Linked DNA regions of Mus musculus: regions 1, 2 and 4 are each linked to region 3. A link is a contact called in public Hi-C and HiChIP or PLAC-seq data. All regions are on one chromosome and are shown on one strand. Each heading gives the region's core, a stretch centred on a gene start, on an enhancer-like site or on the middle of the called end of the contact. The rest is flanking DNA. Distances are from core to core; before and after follow the strand shown. Region 1 overlaps Spef2 (sperm flagellar 2). Region 2 has its middle 120 kb from the start of Spef2. Region 3 holds the start of Spef2 (sperm flagellar 2). Region 4 overlaps Spef2 (sperm flagellar 2).

The links. Hi-C and Micro-C count contacts between places; a contact is called where the count stands out from the background. HiChIP or PLAC-seq counts read pairs in DNA pulled down with a chosen protein or histone mark.
Region 1: a BATF HiChIP or PLAC-seq map of CD8 T cells shows a contact between it and region 3, with 5 read pairs. The contact joins the enhancer-like site here to the promoter of Spef2 in region 3. A contact is called at or near these places in 4 of 39 promoter capture datasets (the C10 cell line, pre-B cells and stem cell-derived epiblast-like cells), 4 of 484 Hi-C or Micro-C datasets (the C10 cell line, CD8 T cells, bone marrow-derived macrophages and 1 more), 4 of 115 datasets of contacts at active chromatin or transcription factors (the 230-238 cell line, CD8 T cells, bone marrow-derived dendritic cells and 1 more) and 2 of 9 other capture datasets (liver and macrophages).
Region 2: a BATF HiChIP or PLAC-seq map of CD8 T cells shows a contact between it and region 3, with 10 read pairs. The contact joins the enhancer-like site here to the promoter of Spef2 in region 3. A contact is called at or near these places in 3 of 39 promoter capture datasets (the C10 cell line and pre-B cells), 1 of 15 datasets of contacts at CTCF or cohesin (pro-B cells), 6 of 484 Hi-C or Micro-C datasets (the C10 cell line, Th1 cells, bone marrow-derived macrophages and 3 more), 3 of 115 datasets of contacts at active chromatin or transcription factors (CD8 T cells, Th17 cells and large pre-B cells) and 2 of 9 other capture datasets (adipose tissue and macrophages).
Region 4: a contact with region 3 is called in a Hi-C map of Th2 cells, with 2.4 times the contacts expected there. The contact joins the enhancer-like site here to the promoter of Spef2 in region 3. A contact is called at or near these places in 1 of 39 promoter capture datasets (the C10 cell line), 3 of 484 Hi-C or Micro-C datasets (CD4 T cells, Th2 cells and macrophages), 1 of 115 datasets of contacts at active chromatin or transcription factors (CD8 T cells) and 2 of 9 other capture datasets (adipose tissue and liver).

The regions. Positions count from the first base shown.
Region 1 is chr15:9,621,396-9,626,383 of GRCm38.p6, reverse strand. It overlaps Spef2 (sperm flagellar 2), which reads left to right. Exons shown (of 37, transcript NM_001305042.1): 26 at 232-412. Among named protein-coding and RNA genes, the nearest start is that of Il7r, 94 kb to the right of the region's middle. Within about 2 kb of position 3,238, at least 10 of the 459 cell types and tissues checked have an H3K27ac peak or open chromatin away from gene starts, as enhancers often do. A contact at or near this core is called in CD8 T cells, where this site is marked.
Region 2 is chr15:9,867,236-9,871,851 of GRCm38.p6, reverse strand. No RefSeq gene overlaps it. Among named protein-coding and RNA genes, the nearest start is that of Spef2, 120 kb to the right of the region's middle. Within about 2 kb of position 1,296, at least 24 of the 459 cell types and tissues checked have an H3K27ac peak or open chromatin away from gene starts, as enhancers often do. A contact at or near this core is called in CD8 T cells, Th1 cells, Th17 cells and 1 more, where this site is marked.
Region 3 is chr15:9,746,148-9,750,878 of GRCm38.p6, reverse strand. Spef2 (sperm flagellar 2) reads left to right here and starts at 2,011. Exons shown (of 37, transcript NM_001305042.1): 1 at 2,011-2,167. The coding sequence starts at 2,110.
Region 4 is chr15:9,671,247-9,675,794 of GRCm38.p6, reverse strand. All of the region lies in intron 16 of Spef2 (sperm flagellar 2), which reads left to right. Among named protein-coding and RNA genes, the nearest start is that of Spef2, 75 kb to the left of the region's middle. Within about 2 kb of position 1,479, at least 2 of the 459 cell types and tissues checked have an H3K27ac peak or open chromatin away from gene starts, as enhancers often do. A contact at or near this core is called in Th2 cells, where this site is marked.

The DNA.
Region 1 (4,988 bases), core at 1,989-4,488, 130 kb after region 3:
AAAGTCTTATTGTTTCTTGCTGTGAGCTTCCTATTATTAGCAAGCTTTTATAGACCATATAAATGTGAATACAGCATTTTCCAATCATATCCCTTTCAATTAATTCTTCTAGGAAAATTTTGGAAATGTAATTCGAAGCAACAAAACAAAGCAAAAGAACACAGTCACAAAAATAAAATCTTTTCAATGAAACCCTTAATGCTTCTTTGTTTTTTTTTTTTTTCCCTAAAGAATTCCTCTAGTTCCTCGAATATCCAATTCTCCAGAAAATTCTGCCGTCAAGCCAAAGGTGGGGACATTTCTGAAGGGCAGATCTGATCCTCCTTTAGAAGTCCTGGAAGCCAACTTTGAAATAGATGAGAAGATTTTATTGGACACCTGGCAGCAGGCTTCATTAGCCATCTCTAACATGGTGAGCAGTGCCTATGGCTGCATTTCTTGTTAACAATCCTACTACTTAGGTGGCAGGGTTGGTAACATTGTCCAAGTGTAACATTTATATGATAGTCACAGTCATGGTGTAAAAAAAAATTGCATGCCTTTCAGAAACTATTATTACTTCTAAAGGGATTATTAAGGGACTAATTTTCCTGAAAGAAGTAGGAAGTTAAGAGATATAGTCACCAAGTCTTTGAAATCATGTAAGAAGGGAGGCAATATTAAATTCATTTCACTGCTAAACTAGGTAGCAAAAGCTGGGGACTAAAGGTCAAGAGATTGTTAAGGAGGGTACGATGGTGGCCCTGTATAAATCATACCCTTGTTGACTGTGACATGTGCTACACTATACTGGCCAACTTGGTCATCTAATAATGAGGTCCAGCATGGCCATATTTTTCCATTTCCTAGGAAAAAAAAACAGAAATGAAATGTTTTTGGTTCTTAATTTTTTAATGTGATACTACTGCTTTTGGTTTTAAAGAATGAAATATAATTCTTAGAAATAAATACTTTTACAAAGTCAAGAAAGAAAACACAAAGCCCAGTTAGCCAATTTGCCATTTGACTTGTCACCTCAACCTGTCTGATCTTTGTTTGTTTGTTTGTTTTCTAAATCACAAGAGAGTAAGCATTATTATCCTTTTGCAGTAGAGAACTAATACCCACTTAGAAATGTAGGAAGATTTTGCTTGGATTCTGTTCTACCCCACTTGCCTTTTAGTTTTCTTTTGCATCAAGCATTCTTTGATTTCATTGAAGTACTCTAATCATAAAAGAGTAGTGACCCCATCAAAGGTCTCTTGAAAGAGGTGAAAGAGAAGCCTGCTTCGTAATCTTACGGGAGATCCTCCTTGGCTTCCTTTGGGGTCTGATTTGTGAGCCTTTATCCCAAACAGAACAAAGAGGTCTCCTTTCTCCCCCAATTTTCTTTTGGTCTACTCATCTCTTTCTTTTGTTTCTCACAGAGTAATTTCAAACTCTTTTCTTGTCATACTTGTTCCAAAGAACGTTTAAGTGTGGATATTGCTCACATCAAGAAAATGCATAAAATGCATTTGCCTGGCTTCACACACTCTCTAAAGTAAGCACTCATGACCCCTGTACACAGGAATTAGTAAAACCAGCTGTGCAGCTGTTAGGTCTCCTCAGGTGTCATCCAAATCTTAGCTGTCTTAAGTGAACTACCATCTTGCTTTTTCAGTCATTCTTTCAGAACCGAAGTCTGTAACTCCTATACAATATATGGTAGTTCTGCCTGCCTTTGAGTTTTCAGGAAATGGACTCTTTGCTGTGTGTGTGTGTGTGTGTGTGTGTGTGTGTGTGTGTGTGTGTGTGTTCATTTTTAGAACATTATTCATTAAAGTCATCTCATACTTATTCTGTTCATTTTCTTTGTTATGCAGTGTTCTGTAACATGACTGCATCACAATTTGGGTAACGATGTTGCTGCTGATCCACACTTGGTTTGATGTCAGTGGACACAGCTGTTGTGAACATTCTCACATGCATCTCTTAGTTCCCATGAGTATACAAATCTGCCTCAGACCTGGGACTATATGCTCTCATCTACATACCATTTGCTTGTGTGTGTGTGTATGTGAGTGTGTCTGTGTGTGTGTATGCATCTACCTTATTGTTCATATGTAAGTTATATAACTTACTATATGTAAACAATCTCAAAGTAAAATTTACAAAAAGTACATTATAGGTAAAGATTATCCCCAAACAAGATGTTCAGTTCACTAGACAGGTTTTTCATCCTAAACTTCCCAACAGTCTGGTTTAATAGTTTCAAAGATATATACTACAAGAATCAACCAAAATGCAGGTAGAAAAGAATAGGTTCATTCTCATAATGGGCAGCTTTAGCACAGCTCTTGTTATGTAGCAAGTATTCATGCTTCAAATATGTATAAAATTATATCTACACATATGTAATGTTTAAATCTTGGGTTTTAAAAAATACTCTTGTTACATTTGTTTTCTCTTTGAATTATCAAGTATAATACAAAAGAAGGTAAAATATTTGGGACAAGCAATAAAAGGCACATATCAAGATAATAGATCCAAAATATATCTGCAACTATATAATATTTTTAAAAGATACAGCTAAAGATAATTATCATTAGATTGTTTTTTTTTTTTTTGGTTTTGTTTTTTTGTTTTTTGTTTTTTTTTTTTTTTTTCTGAGACAGGGTTTCTCTGTGTAGACCTAGCTGTCCTGGAACACACTCTGTAGACCAGGCTGGCCTTGAACTCAGAAATCCGCCTGCCTCTGCCTCCCAAGTGCTGGGATTAAAGGTGTGCACCACCACACCTGGCAATCATTAGATTGTTTAAACAAACAAATAAGCAAGGGGCTAGCTAGATGTAGCAGAGGGTAGAGGCGCTTCACTGCTAAGCCTACCAGCCTGGGTTTCATCCTTAGAACCTGAGTAGTAGAAGGGAGAACTGACCTTACAAGTCATCTTCTGATTTCTGCACATACTACAGCACACACATATTCACACACACACACACACACACACACACACACACACACACACACACGTATATACACAGCAAACAAAGAAACAAACCAATTTTAATATAGTATTTTTCATCTTTAAAAATGTTTCTGGTTAATATACTCATATAAAGAATTTCAGTTATTTTGATCATCCAGTTCCCTTCTTTATAGCCACTGTCTCTCAAGGAGTCTCCCTCCTAACTCTCTTTTGTTCAGTCTAAGTTAGTTTCCTGGATGTGGGTGAGGAGTTACTCAGTGGGGCAAGGGCTGCTTGTCTGGGGCTGAAACCCTTAAAAGGGTTCCACCCTTCCTGTGACAAGCCTCGTGGACACTTATATCTCCCATGATGGAGTGCTTCTGGCCCACTCTTGGGCAACTGCTGTGTAACTCACCGGGAACACAATGGTTCTGTCACTTCCAGGAGACATCACTTTTGCTGCATGTCTCCAGTTCTTCCACTCTTTGTGCCTTCTCTTCTGTGATGTTCCTGAGCCTGGTAAAAGGGTGTTATTTTAAAATAACACAATGTTTATAAGGTACAGATATGTTCTCTAACTAATGATATAAATGAAGTATGCTATGGTCATTCCCAAAGCCATTATTGAGTTTCTAATCTTGACTTAGAGGCCCAGAGACTCTGCCTTTTCTGCTATGTCTGGTCATTACTACCTCAGCAACCTTCCTACTGAGAGGATCAAGCTTGCTCACTTTACTCTGTACCATTATGGTGCCATCTTAGTACTCTTTCCTCTTCTAATATGGATCTCCTTCTTGTACTTGCTTAGATCCTCTGTAGTTTTATTTGTTTGGTTTGGTTTTGTCATTACAGCTAGTTTATACTTTTGATTTTGACCTTTTTTTTTCCCGAAGCCCCTGACTTCTATGCCTTCTATGCTCATGACTTCATGAGTTCTTCTCTTTGTAGTTTCTAATGTTCCTCCCAGTGACTTGGTTCATCATACTCATGTTCTCTCTTCTCTCTCTTTCTCCCTCCCTCTCTCTCTCTCTCTCTCTCTCTCTCTCTCTCTCTCTCTCTCTCTCTCTCTCTCTTCTCTTCTCTCCTTCTCTTTCTCCTCTCTTCCCCTCCCTCCCTCCCTCTCTCTCTCCCTCCCTCCCTCCCTCCCTATGTGTGTGTGTATGAAGTTTGTATGCAGTTTATGTGTATAAATGTGGATATGTACACATCACAGTGTGTGCGTATAGTAGTCAGAGGACAACCTTGGGTGTCTCAGCACAGTTTCTATTTTCTTTGGAACAGTCTCTTTGTTGTTTGTGCTTTCCTCTTACACAGATGCATGCCAGGCTAGCTAGCCATATCATGGTCTTCAGGGCCTTCTCCTGTTTCCCTTACAATCTTGCTGCACTGAGACTACAGAGGGCCAATACTGGGCCCAGTATTTTATCATTTCTGGAGATTCAAACTCACGACTTCATCCTTGTTTAGCAAGCATCCTATCTACTAAGCAATCAACCCATCCCTACTTTGTCATTTTATCTCGTTAATGTTTTCCTGAACACTGAACTTGGTTCTATTACTTTTCATATACCGTAATTTAGTACAATGCCCACACCTAACAAGGTCCTGAGTTATCAGTACAGTTTTGAGATGCTGCTGCAGCTGACACCATGCTCACAACACTGAAGCCAATACAAAGATGACAGTGATGGAAGTAATGGCTAGCACAAAACCCACGAGTGCCAAGTCCCAGGGATGGGAAGCAGGTGCAGGCGTTCTAGAAAGACAATGTATTATTTGTATTGTTAATTGAACTTCAAAAATATAATGGGTGGGTCATAAATCTATCAAATCTACCTGGGAAAAATACTGCATTCTTAAAGGGGAACATAGATCCAGAGTGTTAGCTATATGTCACAATTAAACATGGCCTGTTTTAAGTTTTGAAAAATCTGGTAGCCTCCCTAAGTCTTCAATTTCTTCTCCAAAAACACGAGAAAAATTCTCAAATGATTGAAATTCAGTGATAAGTGTATATGAAAATGCTTTAGAAAGTATAAATACAAGTACTTGCTAGAAATT
Region 2 (4,616 bases), core at 47-2,546, 120 kb before region 3:
ACACCCTGTAGTGCTGCTTGTGTACTGGCAGGATCTATGGATCATCACTCACACTGTAACCAGAGAGAGGAACATCTTATCATTATTCACAGTCCTTCCCTGTACTCTCTGACTTATCTGCTTCTTGCTGTGAAAGATAAAGCTCTCCCATAAATGTTGCTTCAAGATTCATAGTCCCCACCACATTTACAACACTGATTTTCTACCTTTAAAAAGTGCATCTATATCTTCCAGCAGATAAAAGCAGTTTGAAGGCGGAATTTTAACCCTTTAATCACAGTGTCTATCATAAGCTAAGCCCAAGGGGAAGCTGAACTACAGTGTGTACAATTAGCAAAATACGATGCTTTGTCCAAAATCCATCCATTCATTCATGTTTGCACGTATATCCATGTATACCCATCGGAAATTCCATGTCCCATATCTTTGCATAAACATTAGTAATTTGAAAGCTGCTTACAAAGTTGTGAATTTTAATTACTTTCTGTATTTTTAGGTTGATTTAACTACAGAGGAGAAAATAGAACTAAATTGTCTACATTGATCAGGCCTCTGAGAAGGTAATAGGTTTCATTTTTACTTCAGTAGTCTTAGTGTCCTTCAGCTACTCATCCATCCTGTGGATAGCTTTTATGTATGTATGTATGTATGTGTGTATGTATGTATGTATGTATGTATGTATGTATGTGTGTGTGTGTGTGTATGTATGTATGTATGTATTATTTACTTATTTATTCACTCATTTATTTAATTATTTCTGTATAATACTCCAAAAAGCTACAGCCCCAAAGCACTTCTGGTGCTAGACTGTGCAATGTGTTCATTGTATCTCAAATCATTGTCAAAGCAAACATGGGGTCTTTGTAGCACAAAATGACTTCTGTAGAGCTTCCCACTTCTCCCTGACTCACTCTACTTCAGAGTCAAGAAGGTGAGTTTGGATGAGAAACAATGTGAGTAGCAATCCTTGGAGTGTTTTCCTGTATAACCTGTGGCTCCTAACAAAGTCAGAAGATGGGGAAGAATGCAGGAGCTAAGAAAACAGTAGCACAAAGGTACTCACAGGAACTAAGGCTAGACAGGCACTTGGGTGGGAATTGCATGAATTTTCTTATAAATTGCCTTTAATTTTTAAGCAGGGCAACCTCAACATGCACAGAAATACTTATTTGAGCCTCCTTCTGTATTTTGGAAATCCACGAGCCTCGATGATTGCAGCTTCTACCCAAAGAGGGAAGGCCTATGATGCTGTGGGTGGAAAGGAAGTGGGGGGCAGACTCCAGGTACCTCACTCTTTTACTCATCTCCTTGTCAGGTTATGACAATTTCGTGCTTCTGCAAATCCACCTGCCAAACAATTCCAGGAACCAGAGATTTGTCAGCGAGCCACAAGCACAGAATTCTTACTTCTGGGCTCAAGAGGCTGCCTCTCAGCACAGACAAGGTTTGCAGAGTGTGATGAGAGCCACTGTGGGCTGGATGAGCAGAGTGTGGTGATAAAGAGGAAATAGGACTTAATAGTAGACCTCAGTGTCATTGTGAAGTCAATCACCACCTGCTGCACATAATTTACTCCCCTTTTGGTGGCTACAGGAAGTTCCTGGAATTGGCGTGCAATAAGGACAGAACCCACCCCTGAGTGAGTAAGACAGTCAGGCATTCAGCTGGCTGTAGAGGCAAACAGGCCAGGACTGAACAGAGGTTTCAGCCCAGTACATTTCTATTCGTTTTTCTCTCCAAGAACTACAGCAGGGGGAAGATTCATTTTCAGGTGCGAAAACATTTTCGCACCCTCTTACATGGTGAAAAGCTGCTGTCTGTTTTTGCCTTTCATTTTCTGTCCCCCTAAACTCAACTTCAGACCAGCCCATAAAACAGGCAGAAAATTCCATTGCTTAATTTTGTTAGTGATGACTTTGTTTTCAGACATGACGGGCACATTTTGAGTTTTGTTGCTATTTTATTTCCATAAAAGAAATAGTTTTCCATGACAGATACTCAGTTCCTCCTTAGGCAAAATGCTAGAAGATAAAAAGAAAGAAGGAAAATTGTGTTTCCTACTCTGTTTTGCCTTTGTTCTTGATATTAGTGTTCAAATCTAAAGGCTACAGAGGAAGAAAACTGCAAAATGAATGTTTAATGATGTCTATGTATGTGAATGCATACATAAAGGAAATTCATATTATATGTTATAAGTCTAAAAGATAAATATAGAGAATATATCAAATACATGTTATACAAAATAATGTTCCTAGAATATAGAAAATAATATTTCATGTGCATTGAGTAATATATATATTATTTGGCCCTCACAGAGCAAGTCAATAATATACTAATTATTTCAATACATTTTAATGTTTCTAATTTTTGATTCATGAACCTAGGACATGCATCTTTCTTTCTCACAGTAGTCTAGAAAATGACCCAGAAAAAAAAATTCCTCCAAAGCCTGCTTTCAAGACCCGCTACTTTAGATATAAGTATTTCATGCCACTGCCTTGAGAGCTAATGAGAAAAGTCAACCTAAACCTATTTCAAAAGCAGGATCTTTACCCAAAGAGTATCAAATATTTTGGGAAGATATTACTGAAATTATTGGATATTATTATTTGCCTGTGAATAACTTTCATCCTAAACATTTAGTCTTTTTCATATTTATGAGTCATAAGCCATATTCATTCATCTCTTGACTATTTACTTTAAAAATATTCTTTCTGATGAAACAGAAGTCTGGTTCATAATGAAAATGGCAAAGAAACTCCCCTTACTTTAGCTTCCTTACATTAGCTGACCTTGGGTTCACCTCTTCCATTTTTCTTGTAAGAATATTTGACACACTATTATAAAGCACCCATGGAGACCTGGAAATGGGATATGAAAGGCTGTAGGTAGTTTGGTTGCAAAGATATAGAAGTAATTGATGCCCATGGGTCACCCCTGAAACCTTCTACCCACTCTTTAACACACTGGCCATGATGCAGGAGTTTGACTTTGTCTGGTTCCTATTGGTATGGTTTAGGCTGTACTGAGCGCTTCTTTACTGTCTGGCAGGAAAGGATGCTCCAGGCTCATTTTCTGTGCCCACTCCACTTCTTTCCTTTTTTTTTTTCCCTTTTAGATACTAAAATGTGGGGTATTGGGTCTAGTCTATCTTTCAAATAATTAAAACTCCTCTGACTCACAGGATTTACTTTCCAGATCCCCCTCCCCCTAATTATAAAACAGAGCATTGCTTTGTGATCAGACCTCAGTCTCCTAGAGACTGCTGATAGTCCTTGCTTGGACCATGGAAATATGGCTACATTTACTTTTGGTTAGGATTTGCTGTCGAAATAAGTTACCTGGATTAGGTTAAGATGTATTCATTTTCCAGCATAAGAAGATTATGGATAATTTAAGGTAAGCTGTTACTAAATTTAGTGTTCTGTCTCTTTGCTGTTAGCAGTGTGGAAAGTTGCTATCTCACATCTAAGCCACATTGGATGTATCAGAAGCTACTTTCTAAACCTTAAGTCCTTGCTCTCAGCCGAATCTTAAGTCATCTTGTCTTGACCCTGGCAATTACTTTCATTGAAATTGCAGAAGGCAGTTGCATACATATACTGTAGTGTTACATATACAATACACGTTGCTTGCCTAAGAGCTTTGCAGTTATTTGAAAAACAGAAGTGTGAAGAAGTATGTGCTACCTACACTGTAAAATCTCAAGCAGTTGTTTATGTCAATTACTGCTTTAGAGAATTCTTAGCTTAAAAGGGTTCAGGATAATCACTTAGAATGTTTTCTCTTTCCACTTCAGACACATTGAGATACAACACAGGAGTACCGTTTCCAAAGTGGTTACACTGTGCTTTGCACCAAACCTATAATCTATTTTGTAACCTGCTTTGCAGAGTTTTATGGTTGAGGTGCCCCTGGGTTCCTTGTGTGTATTTCAGGTACCAATGACATCTCAGATTCTTTTACATTGGAACCTTGAAAGTAATTTAAATGGAATGAAGAGGGGTCTTATGGTCCAAATCTAAGCACCAGACTTGTAGAAGTCTAGTCACAGTTATGACACATGATACAAAGTACCCAGAGAAAATTGGTAATTTCTGATGTAGTACTTCTTAGTTTCTAGCCCTGCAAACACTGGACAAACACAAACATAACCAACTTGAAATGAAATAGAGTCAACGAATTTTCCACAGATCAAACATTTAAAGAAAATTGTCTGTGTGTTCAGCTCTCCTTAAATGTATGAACTCGATGCTTTACTATACGTACAGAACTTTTTAATTACCTTTCCAAATGATGTCTTATACATTATGCATGGATGATTGTTTAAGGAGACAGATAGCCTTATTCAAATGTGTGTCTGTGTGTGGTGTGTCTGTGTGTGTGTGTTTGTGTAAAACTTTACCAGTTCTACAATGCAATCAAAAACGTGCATGAGACCTCCCAGTTCAAGAATGAATAAAGGGAACCTTCTGGGAACTCTCTGAGGTTCTAGAGTGCCAGGTACTGGGTTCTGGTTTACTGGAAATAATAACTACTCCTGGATGATTTTAATGTGGGTAGCTAATGGAAAAAAAATTGAAAGGTCTTTTATTTGTTACATACTCTTGACTTTT
Region 3 (4,731 bases), core at 762-3,261:
CTAAGATTTTGTAAAGTAGAAGAAATAGGATTAAACAAGATTAGCATGTCATAAGTGTTCAGAAATGCTGGTTAACTTAATACACAGTGATATTTAAATCACAATAAAGCTCTTATCAAGAGTAGAAAGAAGTATGGAAGTTACTGACTCCCTGGGGCTACGGTAAACGTTTGTGGCTTACAAATATGTTTGAGTTGAAGCTAGAGCTTAAAGAGTTTTCAGTGTGTCTTTATCATGTGCTATACTGCTTTTAAAAGTTTATTTTATTTGTTTGCTGATGTGTGTAAGCATGCACACTTCCACACAATATTCATTATATATACTCTCACTACACTTTCTTTGATTTCTGACCACCACCTTCCCCTACGTTTGCCTACCTCACATTTATAGCTTTGTGTTATGATTTTATAACCCACATATTTTTTTTACTGAGGTTGTCTGTGCAGCCATGAGTTTGTAACTGTCTATTGGAGAATGGTAAGAAATATCCTTTACTCTATATGCAAATACACACATACACTTAGTGCACACACAGATACATATATAAAGCAAAAATATTCCTTATGAATATATACATATTTTTGTCTTATTACATTCAATGCCTTTTTATTTTTCTACCCAAGTCAATTATGTACAGTTCCCTTTAAGGGTTTTTTATTGGCTCATTGAGGAGTCTAGCCATCGATAAATACATAGTAGTGGAATTCATGTTAGTGTTTAAGTAAAGAGGTATAGTAGGACTTTAGGAATTGTGCATGTCACACAGGACAATTAAAGAGAACACTCAACCTGGTGGTTATTTTGGTCCTGAAGGCAGAAAGCATTTACAAAAGTAGATATCAACTGAGCTAGGTCACTCTAAAACAGGCAGAGAAGAGGAAACTAGAGGGTGGTCAAGAGGGAAGGTGAAGAAATGAAAGCTCAGAGGCCAACTGAGCTTTAGAAACTGGCATGAGTCTCTATGTGAAAATGGACATTCATGAATAAATTCAAACCAGCTATGTGAAATAATTGCCTTCTGTAACACAAGCAACTCCGATCTACTTGAAGCATGGATGAGATGCAAGCCCTCTCATTGCCTTACAAGAAAAAAAGCAATTTTGAAGCATGTGCTGGTCTTCTACCAGAAGCAAGTCATCAGAGTATGTGAGTTTTCATTTAACTTCCTCAACTTGTAAAGCAAGCATTGTGTCTGCATCTAAAGGAAAGAACGGTGAGGTTCAAAGACATTAAGTCATTATTTCCGGGGCAAAGAATTTGTGAAATCAAAGCCAGACAGGATGGCTCACATAAACCTCATTGTGAAACTTGGGCCTTATTGATAGTAAAAAAAATAAATTATAAAAGTATTACAATGAATAATTTAGAGAATTGCTTTTATTGAACAAATTACAGTTCAGTGCACATTACCACTTTTCAAACCAGCTTATGATTTCAAATAACTCTATATAGTCTATCCTTGGTTATTTACAGAAGAGAAATCAAGGTTTATAGTTCATCTGGCAATGACTTTTTTTTTTTTTTAAGAAACCTCTTATTATAATTGCTGCTCACACTCTTTTTTTTTTTTTTTTTTTTTTTTGGAAAATACATTTTATTTTTTTTTTCCATTTTTTATTAGGTATTTAGCTCATTTACATTTCCAATGCTATACCAAAAGTCCCCCTTACCCACCCACCCCCACTCCCCTACCCACCCACTCCCCCCCTTTGGCCCTGGCGTTCCCCTGTACGGGGGCACACAAAGTCTGCGTGTCCAATGGGCCTCTCTTTCCAGTGATGGCCGACTAGGCCATCTTTTGATACATATGCAGCTAGAGTCAAGAGCTCAGGGGTACTGGTTAGTTCATAATGCTGCTCACACTCTTTAGGCCTTCTTTTTGCACTAGCACAGGTTCAGGTCTTACAAGCCAGTAGGGGGCAGACAACAATTTCTGATAACTACGGCTATGCAGTGGGGCCTCCTCCTCTCTGAGCCGGCGACCTAGCTCCAGCCTGAAAGAGCTTCCTTAGCAACTGGTTGCCCTGGGCGACGGGAAGACGCAGTCCAGCTGACTGAGTTCCTGGAAAGTTCCTAGCACCTGCAAGCAGTCAAATTCACCAGTGAGCTATGTCGGAAATCCTGTGCCAGTGGCTCAACCAGGAGTTGAGGGTGTCCCGGACCGTGAGTGAGTGAACTCAGCCAAGGGCAAGCAGTTGAAGCAAGCACGGGATGGTGGGGTGGGGGTGCTGATAGAAAGTAGCTCCAGAGTGTCTAGCAGTGCCTGGCAGTGCTGGCCTGCCCTCCTCAGTGCTACCTAGCCACACTGGGGCTTTCTTATTTCATCATGCCTCTGACATTAGACCTCATCACGTGGTCTTAGCCCTCAGATTTTCTGATCTACTCTCTATTACTAAGGGACGCTAAGTTCTAGGTACTGGTCTGTTCCTGTGTGGAGTAAAAGTTGTTCCTGTCTGTAGTCTGACTGTTGCTTTGCTTTCATGACATCCGCATCAAAATGTGCAAGACGAATCCACGCAGGAAGTGCTTTCAACAGTTACAACTTTTTTTCTGTGTTTCCTCCAGTATAAATTAGATCCACTTGCACTCTCCCTGCTTAACAACAATTGTAGATCTGTTAACATTTGTCAGTTTTAGGAACTTTAAGCTTCCTTTATCCTTTATCAACTTTGGCCATTTGAGGTACCTTTTCTAAGCTAACCTTACTTGATTTTAGCAGAGGCATAAAGTTGTACATGAAGTTTCTAAATTCTTATGGCCCAGGAAGTTACAAACAAGTCAGATTTAGTGGCAACCAGACACTTCCTCTTCTCCTCGCTGGGGGAGGAATTATTGTTTCTTTATTGGTAGCTCATTTTCAATTGCTACGGATTTTCCTTCAGGCAAGATGCTTTCAAAACGAATCATTTCAACATGACCTCCCAGAGGTTCTCTTGCTTCTCTACCAGTTGCTACCAATGGGAGCAGCGGTGCCAGTTCACCCTTGGGTCATCCATAGAAGTTGCTAGGACAGTAAGTAGTATTTGTGCAGGTGTGAGATATCTAAGGATCTTCAGTGAGGAATATTCCAAGTTGCATTACGTGAGGCATAAACATTAGACTTATTATATCCCAAGGCTTCTCCACCCTGCTTTGAGCAATGATAGATTCTTTTTCCCTGTCCTGTCTCCTTGGTTCTCTGAGAGTTTCTCAGCTCAAATAGGATGCTAAACTCAGGACAGTATTTATCATGTATCATTTCCTCTTTCTCTCTCACAGTACTGTCCACCAAAATGCAGTATCACACCCAAGGTTGCACTACTCTGAGGGAGCAGTTACACATTTCTTAGCTTAAGTTGGTTCATTTATTTCATAATAAGATCCACACCATTTCCTCAAGTCCACAGGACCCTTGCAGAGTAAGACACTTTGGGGACAAGCAAATAGAGTTAACCATACACATGAAAACATTACATGCTGTTCTAATACTAATAAGTTTGAGAAATATGGTTTGGGAAGAAAGTATGACTTCATTCTGTGAAGATTAAAAGCTTGGAGACATTTTAAATAAAAATTATAACACCACAAGCTATGAATGGAAAATTCCCAGATTGTCTTTTCCTGCAGGATAAATCTGGAACTCGTTAGCAGAGACACTCCATGATAATCTCATTTTAAACACTAGCAAGGCAACCATTTCTGAAACCCAATTGCTACAAGAAGACTAAGTACACAGACTCTGATGTGGTCAAATTGTGCATGTAAAGGGCTATCCAGAGTACAGGGAATATATTTGATCAAGATAGAATTCCTGTGTACTTAATAGAACACACTGACTCTTGTAGATATCATCTCATTAGATAAGCTGTTCTGTGGGTATGATGGAAGATTTTCAATAATTTGTAAAATTTATAATATAAAAAATGTAAATTGAAGAAAATAATTTGGTGCCTTCTTGATAAGAGCTGTGTAAGAAGAAGGGATTGGCGAGCATACTGCCAGGCCTTAAACTTCCTATTTACCACTTAGTAACCAGTAGCCTAAAGCTCACTGTACTTAAAAACAGCATTTCTAATGACACTTCATGAATTGTATCAAAGTCAAATGGCTACTATGTGTAAAACATTAAATAGTACTTAAAGGGCACATAGTGAGTGCAAAATCTCATTTCTGAGAAAATCTGAGTCATCTTAGGAAGAATCAACGTAGAAGGATATTTGCTATGCTGATTCTGGAACAGAAAGAATACAAACAGCCTTAAAAATATAGAAATAGTTGCACAAACTTTCTTCTTTTATACCATGGAATACAGTAAATTTTTTGTGTATTTTTGAGTAAAAATATTGTAGCTTTCTGTAACTAGTATTATTATAGTTTTATTAACTATAAAATACATATACAGATATATTCACAGGTATAGAGAATAGAAATGCATATACAGTGATGTACTGTATTGTTAATATGTCTGTAAATCTTCATATTGTGATTTATACAAACATGTTGAAGCTATGTAAAAATATAACCAAATATAACCAAGTATGTCAATGCTGGTTACCCTGGGGAATCAGGTACGTACACACACACACACACACACACACACACAGAGATAGATAGATTATAGGTAGATAGATAGATAGATAGACACATATATGTTTATATATTTGATGATTTTTCATTATTTGGATTGAGCTTGTGTTGCTTTTAGAGTTTAAAAGGAAAATTCTACATAGTATTAAAATAAGAAATTCAAAA
Region 4 (4,548 bases), core at 230-2,729, 75 kb after region 3:
TATGTAAGGATCTTGCAACATTCTTTCTTGGATTATGTATTAACTCTAAGGAGGCTAGAAACAGTGGCTGTAACTGCTCATTGGTAAAGTTGAGTACTATTGCCAAAACTCTAGATGGACTTGATTTTTCTTATCATCAAAGTGGAAATATTTTATCCTACAAATTAAACATTTACCAAGATAAAAGTATATATTCTTAAGCCTTAATTTCCCCTTATAAGGTACTTGAGAAACTTGATTCATTGGGTTTTTTGTTGTTGTGCTTTAAATTTTATTTATTGTCTATTTTTTTATGAGGTAAGGTCTCATTTTATGGCTGGTTTTAAACTCATAAACTCAATAATGTTCTCACCTTAGCCTTCCAGAAATCAGAGACCCCAGGACAAATATATTTCATTCCTTACAGTTCAGTTTTCTATCGTATGTAATAAAAAAGACTATGGTGTTGCCATGGATATTCAAAGACATTGGGTTTTAATGCAAAGGATTGGAGTAATATGTAATAAACGCTAGGAAAGTTTGTGGAAGGCTTTGAAAGGAATGAAAGTTTCCTGGGTATTTTCTCAGTAGAGACTTGCATATTTTCTACTAGATGTTTTAAGATAACTGGTTCTGTTATGAGCTGTAACTTCAACTTGATTATTCTATAAGTCCATAAGTTAGAGGAAATTGCTAGCAATTCAAATTTCATCTGCTTGCAGTCATCCTGGTGAATTTTCTTCAACTGAGATACAATTTCTACACTGTCAAAAATACCACCGAAAATATATTTCCCTATAGGTAGTAGCCAGTCTCTTTTTTTCACCTATTAATATCTATCCCTTCATTGCCAGTTGCTTATAATGGTGTGTACTTCCTGTTTTGAATTGCTTGTCAGTCTTTACCAATTCTCTTATGAACTGACTGAGTGAATTATTGCTAAAGCTCAATTCATTTCATGAGATCTTTGTTACAGATTTACTCTTAAAATACATGTTTTACCAAATGATAGCATGAATTATTCTTTTGTTAAATCTCTCACGACTAACACAGCATTTGGAGTGAGATCTACCTGGGATAGTGGTGAGGAAGTCATCAAACACTTAATCTGCTGTGTGCCTCTATATCTTGTGTTTCATAAGCAAAGAGCAGATATTTAGGAGTAAAGTGCAGTCTAATCTCCCTCCAAAAATAGTAGAAGTCTAACCAGTGTGTTAGAGCATAGTCACTAGGAACAGGTTCAACATACTGTCTTAAAATGACTGCAATCCATAGAGAAGTCTGATGAGCCACATCTCAGGTAGGCATGCTACACCCAAAGGCAGGTAGGCAGCAAAGGCCATCAATCCAGCCAGTGCTCAAAGATAATAGGGAGGAGATCAAGGAGACCTGGGGAGAAGGAATAATCACTGCAGAAGACCAGCATCCTTGTGGAAGACTCAGTGCCTGTCTTAGCCATTCAGAGAGAGCATGACTTAGCTTGTGAGAGAGAGCAGTGACTTGCAGAAGGTGAGAGGAAACACTGCAAGGTTTCCAGCTCAGGCTATGAGTGATCACCCTCTGAGGTTAATAGCAATGGGACATTAGAGGCTTTTAAGGCTGGTATTTGTTGATCTGTATCCTGCATATTTTTGTTTATTAATTCATTAGGTTATACACTTGTGTATAATTTCCTTTTTGGAGATCTAATTAAAATATTAAAATAAACATTTAAAGAGAGCTCAAAGCCTAGAGTAACAATGGTGAAACTGAACTCCCATTCTCAGTCATTAATACAGTATGTAATCTGGTGGCTTCTAGAATTTCAATCTGACTTCATTTGATATATTGTGAATATGAAAACAACCTAATAGCTAATGGAAGCCCTGTAAGCTGAGTTCTTCCTATACATGTTATAGAAAAATACATTGAGATAAGGATGGAAACATAACCATTGGCGTTGACATTTTTGGTGACTTCATTAGACAGGGGAGGGGGGAGATGGATTGCCAAGCCTGAAGGAGAGGCTCAGAGGCAGGGAGTGGAGATGAAGGTAGCTTTCTAGAAACATTTTTGTGAAAAAGGGGAGAGCATAGGTTCAGAATACTTCGAATTTCCTTTTAGGACCTGTTCTCTTTTTCCTTTCTTCTTCTATCTTATAGAGAAGGGCATAGAGATAATATAATTTATTTTCCTGGTAATTAGTTTTGAAGACAAGGTTGTTTTTCTGTTGTGGTGATGTTTGTTTGTTTGCTCATTTTTTTTTAAATTTAAAGATAACTACTTTAGTTCAACTGTGAGAAAAGAAATGATAAGATGATTACATTTTGAACTTGCCACAATATAAACGCACCTGGGAAGAAAATCTCAATGAGGGACTGCCTACTTAAGATTGGCCTTTGGATATGCCTGTGGGATATTTTCTTAATTCCATTAAATGATGTCAAAACCAAAAACCAGCCCATTATAAGAAATGCATTTCCCTAAGTTTCATTCAAGGGCTGTTTAAGAACAGAAAAAAAACAATCTAAGCATTACAAATGTGTGCATTCGTTTGTCTGGGCTCTCAACTACAGCATGACTAGCTGTATTGGGTTTCTGACCTGACCCACCCACAGTAATGGACTATAACCTGGAATTGTGAATAGAGCTTTTTCTCCTCTAAGTTGCTTTTGGTCAGAGTGTTTGGTCAAACCTCAGAAGTGATATCAGGACAGATGAAGAACAACCTTGGTGGATATAGAAAGACAAAATTGATAGGCAGAAAAGAAGCTGAAGTGTCCACATTTCTTTTTCAGTCATCTATTCTGTAGAAGGGGTGATTACCGCACCCTGTGAGCATTCCGGACCCTTTACTGACTCGCATGCTATTAATGCACTCCTCAGTGTGTCTTTCTCTGAGCAACTCTCATTCCTTTTAATCCAAGGCATTCTTTCTTAGCTTTGAATATCATAAATTTTATAACCAAGAAAAACCCAAAACAAAACAAATAAACAAAAGCCACCATGATTTTGTATTCTAAAACCATTTCATCTTGTTTTATCATTAATGTAGATGGAGAGAAACCGAGTACTATACTTCTGAGGCCCTTCATTGTCTTGAATGCCGTGAAGTCACACCCCAGTGCTGTATTGCTTTAATTCTAACCCTTTTAGTCTAGCTCAAGGCTTTCTTTTTTCTTTGTCATTTTCTGTTTATTCCCAGTTTATGAGTACTTTGTGTTTTGGATGAAACTCAGTGAGAGCTGTTGAAAATTTTTTCCTATTAATTATTTTTTATTTCTCATGGTCAATTTGTGTTTATTCTAAAGCGAGTTCATAGTGCAGAAAGAGGCATAAATATTTCACAATATTATAGTATGGTATCAGTAAGTAGTCTCATGTATATTTGACTTTATGGTCCCGTATTTTACTCTTACTTCTTCCCAGTGCTGATTTTCTTTTTCCAAGTTTGTTATCCACGACAACATATTCTTTATAATCTTATCTTTACATCAAACTTTAGACAGGGAGGTCTCTGAAACAAAGAGTTTACTGGCTGTGTATACATTGTCTAGCCTGAAATGAAAAACTGGTTAATCCTGAGACAAATTATCTAAAGTTTCAGTGTCATGGGCTGATAACAGCTGGAAAAATATTCCACTGGATCTAGGGAGACAAAATATTCTATAATGAAGCACAAAAAGAAGGACTCATACTCTGTTCACTCTGAACTTTAGTGACAGCTGAGAGGGACAACTGAGATACAAGGGAATGTTTCTGATTCTTGGTTGTTTGATTCAAGAATCAGAATATGGTGTGATCTTGGTGGCCAGACTTCAACAGAGAAGGGAGTATAGCATGCTTTGTCTTTTTTTTCCCTTTGTCAATTTTGCTTATGTGTTTTTTTAAAAATTCATTTATTATTCAGTCTCTCTCCCCCTCCCTCTTCCCCTCCCCTCTCCCCTCTCCCCTCCCTCCCCCTCTCCCTCTCCCTGTGTGTTTATATGTGTGCTTTTGTGTGGCTATATGCACCATATATATATGCAAATGCTCACAGTGATCAGACAAAAGCATTGGGGCATCTAGAAACGGAGCTACAAGCTCTTGAAAGCTATCATGTGACTTCTGGGAACTGGACTCAGGTTGTTTGTAAGAACAGGAAGTACTCTCCCACCCCGGAAGTACTTTCCTGCACTGGAAGTACTCTCCCACCTAACATTAGTTAAAATAAACTCTTGTTATCTTCCCTTCCCTGAACCTAACTTATTGCCTCAGAATTGTCTCACCAACCATCTGTCGTATTGACAATCAAGCTTCTCTTCAGTGTGTTTTTATCTCATTTCTTGCCCATTCCAAGAGAAATGTGAATTCTTATTCTAAAGCCACCTAAATTTTTGTGGTTGTTTGGGTTTCTCTTTAATAATAGTAAGTTAATTTTTAAATTTATCTGAGAATTTGAATATATTTGTACACAGTATTTCCATCTCCAGTGCCATTCTCTCCCCATCTTAAATCCATGAACTCTGCTATAATTAATGTTTTATTTTATTTTAAATTTTATTTTAAAAATTTTATCCTTTGAGAAATCCATGTGTGTATATACATATA